Linked DNA regions of Mus musculus: region 2 is linked to region 1. A link is a contact called in public Hi-C data. All regions are on one chromosome and are shown on one strand. The core of a region is the stretch at or near the end of the contact, and the rest is flanking DNA. Distances in the headings are between cores, read along the strand shown.

Region 1 (2,700 bases), core at 176-2,675:
GAGTGTGAAGCTAACTCTGGTTGCTCTAGAGTTGGGGGTGGGACAGACCGGTGCGAGCACCGAGGCGGCCATTGTTTCTCATTTCCAGGTGTGTAACATCTGGGGAATGTGAATGGACTGGAAGCACCCAAACAAGGAATTGTGACTCTTCCCTTTACAGCCATCTTTAAAAACGAGCATCCATATTCAGGGGCTCTTCATTCTCTAAGGAGGAGGCCTCTAAGCCAGTATCTCATCAACGGAGTTTCTGCCGTGGAGAAACACTCCCACAGTCTTCTGCTGCCTCCCGCATTTGAGCAACAAGAACAAGTATGTTCCAAGGAAAAGTTTCCCCGAGTGCAACTTTATTAGTAGTGGTTGAATGTAGTGGGCGAAAAAGGAAAGGGGGGGGGGTGGAGAAAAACATTCATTGGGAAGGACTGTGATGGGATGGGGAGTTGGGGGCGGGGTGCAGAGCAGGAATGGGGAGATGGAATGTGGGTATGACCTGAATGTATCGTATACACGTATAGAATTCTCAAAGAATACATAGAGGTAACCGGATGCATAGGTAAAAGAAGATGGCCTTATCTGACATCAATGGGAGGAGAGGCCATTGGTCCTATGGCGGCTCCATGTCCCAATGTAGGGGAATGCTAGAGCAGTGAGGCAGGAGTGGGTGACTGTGTGGACGAGCACCCTCATAGAGTCAAAGGGGGAGGGAGAGCGGGAGCGGTGGGATGGGGGCTTGTGGAGGGGAAACCTGGAAGACGGAGATCATTTGAAATGTAAACAAATAAAATGATTAAAAAATAAAAAGAAAGGTGAACATTTATTTGTCTCCTGTTGTTCTAGAATTAGATGGTACAGTGAGCTGTGCTCTGTAGCGCAGATATTGATTCATTTTTTCATGAAAGTTGTTAATAACATATTTTTTCCTAGCCATGGAATTTTATGCAATGCTCTCTTTGAGCTTGGATCATTTGACCCAAGACCTGCTTACCACACTTGTTTTGTATTCTGTGAAGGTTTTTTTTTTTCTTTTTAAATTGGCCTTTGACTGATCCCTGCTAGCATTGTCACCTACTATGTTACAACATTCACACAGGAGCCAACCTCCTCAGAGGTGAACAGTAATTCGGACTCAGTTATGAATAGAGATAAATCAAATTATATCACTTATTTTGAAAGAAACAACAGAAAGAACATGCAGGACTCCGGTTTGAGACTACAGGTTTGACATCCCCCACTTAAACAAGAGTAAATATAGTGTGATACAAGAGATGGGGTGAACTTCTGAGAGCAGAAAATGAAGCTTTGACACCACTGGGGCACATGGCTGTCAATGAGTAATATCCTTAACAACTTCTCTTGTTCTCGTTTGTGAACGTAGCCTGTGGGATTGCAGCTGCACTATTATAACATTTTATGACTTGCGGCAAAACCGGACACATCTCCTTGCATTATTTTCATCCTTAAGATATTTTCCGTGGCGCCCACAATGGTATCTGGGACTGACAAACGATGGAGGTAAATGAATGACATTTTCTACAAGAAAGCCTGCTCACCGATGCTATTTCCAGATGCTATTTCAATCACGACCACCAGAGGGGAGTATTTACCTTGGAGTCACGATTCTCTTCTCTAAGGAGGCTGCAGGAGGAATTGAGCTCTGTTTTGTTTTGCCTGGGCTGCTGCTTTGTAGAAGTGGTTTGGTCCCTTGAACAGGGAGCAGTTTTAAGTGTTGTGTATCCGTCTATACCCAGTCCACAAGCGTTTCTTCTGAAAACTTTTGAGTCCCCTTTCTTCCAATTCTGCGTCGACATGATGCGTCTGGGTAATGGGTTCCTTTTCAGACTTCATAATTGTATATGGAGATGAGAGTGAGAAATATACTTCAAAATTTTCACTTTGGTTGATGCAATTAGTGTTTTATTAAATAGGGACAAAATCTCGAAGTGGATTGCTTTTAATAAATTGAACCTATATAATTAGACAATGTACTCTTAGAAAATAAGGAAATACTCTATCTAAAAGATAGAAAACACCTGAAATCTCTGTTGGGAGAGATAATTCCATGCAGAAAGGTTGTGTTTTTTCTTACAAATGGAATACAGCAATCATAAATCCAAAAAATAAAGGTCTGGGATAAGCTGGGAACGGAAAACAGCATAGATTCGGGCTCCTCGGCTTTCTGACTACAGGACAATGATTTGTGCGAGATAATCTCTAATACTAGGTCTACAGCTAGCCTTCAAGACTACTTCCAGTCGTTGTGTTCTCATGAATGTGGTTTATATAATTCTGGAGTTCTCACCGAGTCTGTACAAAGATTACTTTGATACAGAAAAGAAATGGGCTGGAAATGAGGGTTCTGCAATTAAGAGTCCTCGTTGTTCTCTCAGAGGACCTAGGTTTAGGTCTCAACATCCACATGATGATGACCTACAGCTGCCTGTCATTGCACATCAGACAATCAGATTCCCCGTTCTGATCTCTGAGGAAACTAAGCACGTGTGTAGTGCACATAAGTATGTACAGGTACCCACACATACACATCAAATAAAGTAAGCAACTCTTTAAAAAAAAGTGTATCTTCTGTCCTTTTTGAGAGAGACTAGTTCTACCCCTACCTTCACCACATTGCTTGAAAACTGGTATTTGGTCTTGAACTTCCTACTGTCTGTTTTTATAAGGGAAGAATAGAGACTCAAGTGGACA
Region 2 (2,700 bases), core at 96-2,595, 490 kb after region 1:
ACATACTCAAATAAATTTTTATTAATTTCTGATCAGTTGTTCTAAAAGAATAAAAGTAAGATATATATCCAGAAAAATGAGCCACATTAGTCAAATTTGATGCTTTTTCACATGCGATATAAAATTAAATGACCCATATTTCTGAACTTTATTTAGAAGAAACCTAATGTTTTAAAATAAACAAAAAACAAATTGATCCAAAGTATTTTGGATTGCTAAATTGAAATGAGTATTTCCTTTGGGAGTAATGTGTACCTTTTTCTTTCTATCTTTTTATACACACATACATAACCTTTAAATTGTGTGTGTGTGTGTGTAGGCGTGCACGCATGTGCACGCATAGAAATATATGCATGTATAAATAGTATATATATATATACTTTATAGGCATCTATATAAATACCACACACAAATACTTGCAGTATCTAACTCCTTTATAAAACAGGAGAAATTATTTTTCTAGAAGCCCACATGTGTGCAGTTTCTTATTCATTTCTTTATTAAATTGTAGTTATGTGTAAGATATTCAAAAATTAAAAAGAATTATACATGAGAGAAATCAAACATCAACCAAATGATGTGAATTCAATTTCAGTTAGTGTTCATAGAATAATGTTAAGAAAACAGCTCAAATGTGTTTATAAAATCCTGTTTAATAAAGATAGAAATCTATAAATTTGCCTAAAAACAGAAGAAAATGAGAATCAAGTCTCAGACTCATTGTTTCCATCTTTAAATGCCTTTTCTGTTTTTATGCTAAAGACACTAATAAAAACTATGATAATTGAAAATTTTGTACATTCCCTGATCATAATTTGCTAATAATTTCCTTCCTAATGATAATAATTTTGATCTATTCAAACACCAGTTTTATTGAAAAATCTTTTTTTTTAAAGAAAAAAAATCTGAATTATAAATAATTGAGCCCTATTATTGTCTGTGTGTGGGCCAGGGAGTAGGAGAAAGTGGAGTAGTTAGCCTTAATTATCTGGATAATTTATTTCTGTCAACCCAGCCTTGGTGCCCTTTCCCTTCGAAATTGAAAAGTTATATTAGAAATTACAGTTCGTCTTAAAGGAACTATAACATTAGAGATGACACTTCGGCACATTTGTGGATAAGTTACTTTCGCTATGTCACCTTTCCTGGTGATAGTTGTGCAGTTTTCCTATCTTAGGACGGAGACTGAGAGCAGATGACAGGAGGGTCAGGGGACTCTTCTTTCCCTCAGAGGCTCCGGCCATTGCCGTCTGCAATCAGATTGTTAGCATGTCAGCTCAGTCTATCAGAGTCCCTTGAGTGCTGTTCTGCCTGCTAAGAGAAAATACCTTGTGTGTTGGCTGTGGGTGTCTCTTAACAACACTCTGTCACTCAGCCATGCAGCCTAAATGGGGCATGGAGCAGAACCTTCACACCAGTGTGCAATAACTGAGCTTCCCAGCTCGTGTGTCCTGACCTCATAAGAAGACGCAGTCAAGGACCAGGGTGAAGAGCCAGGCTAGGCTTGATGACTGCTGACCTTCACTTGACTGTTAAGAATGGCAGCTTCTTTTACACCAGTCACTCAGAAACAAATGTAATAAAACAGTTTTTACTCAGAAAACCAATAAGGCGTTTCTTCTATGTAGTGTGAAATGCAGCCACTAGATGACACCAAGAGATAGTTTCTATATGTCTTCTTTCTTATATGTTTCTATATATCTGATCTCAGTTATCTGTTCAAAAGGTAATATTCTAGCTAAGATTTCTGGTAAGGTCACAGATGTAGGCCAAGTGAGAGTTTGAATTATTTTTTAAATGGCCTTTTCTTTTGGATATTATCACTTACCTCCTAACCAGTAAGAGGAGCAAAATGAATCAGAAATAAAAAACAAAACACAAAACTAAACATGAGGTCATTCGGATCCTCAACCTTAGCCTTCTCCCTTTGGCTTCCCAGCGTACCTCAAGGGAGTAACACTGTGATTCAGGGAGGTCCTGCAGTACCATTATTATCAAACCCTCTAATGGGCTTGAAATAAAGTCTCCATTTTCTCTCTAGAATTCAGTTTTGTAAGCAAATCTTAGAAGTATCTTAGAATAATATTGCTATGTGACTGGCCTGTTTTGATGCCCATGTCTGCATAAAACAAGAAGTTGTAACAATATCAATGAACTCTTGAAAGACTGCCTATATTTCCTTCAAAAGACAACTGATATTTCATCTCAGACTTATATTGTGAGTGACCCATAGTAAATTAAAGTAAGTTGCCTTTGGCACTATAGAATTTTTAAAAAAAAAAATGGTTTCTCTATATGATATGATACTCAATAGCAAGATTCTTATGTAGTTAAAAACTGAATATTTCACATATCACTACCTGACTACTATGTCTTCAGGGGTCTGCAACCTTAAAGATACATAAAGAGGATGTAAACACTAAATTAATAGTTATCAAAAGTGTTTTAGAGTGCTTCATGATCAAACTCCTAAGTAGAACTTTGAAAAGAATTGATAGCAATTTAATTTGGCCTACCATTTCCAAAAGGGAATAGTTTTTTTTTTTTTATTTGTCTACTATTAGAAAAAAAATTGCAATACATGCTCTTGATTACAAAAAACATCTGGTGAATATAAGTTTTTTCAATTCACTTTTAGAAAGCAAATTGAAAAAAAACCATAGTATGTTTGTAGACTGAAGAATAATTAATTAAAGTATG

Evidence for each region. A called contact is a pair of places that touch in the nucleus more often than the background predicts.
Region 2: a contact with region 1 is called in a Hi-C map of the N1E-115 cell line, with 11 times the contacts expected there. The contact joins two enhancer-like sites. A contact is called at or near these places in 4 of 484 Hi-C or Micro-C datasets (the N1E-115 cell line, cerebral cortex and cortical neurons).

Annotation. Positions count from the first base shown.
Region 1 is chr13:115,229,081-115,231,780 of GRCm38.p6, forward strand. No RefSeq gene overlaps it. Among named protein-coding and RNA genes, the nearest start is that of Gm25985, 110 kb to the left of the region's middle. Within about 2 kb of position 1,426, at least 1 of the 459 cell types and tissues checked has an H3K27ac peak or open chromatin away from gene starts, as enhancers often do. A contact at or near this core is called in the N1E-115 cell line, where this site is marked.
Region 2 is chr13:115,724,121-115,726,820 of GRCm38.p6, forward strand. No RefSeq gene overlaps it. Among named protein-coding and RNA genes, the nearest start is that of Isl1, 580 kb to the right of the region's middle. Within about 2 kb of position 1,346, at least 10 of the 459 cell types and tissues checked have an H3K27ac peak or open chromatin away from gene starts, as enhancers often do. A contact at or near this core is called in the N1E-115 cell line, where this site is marked.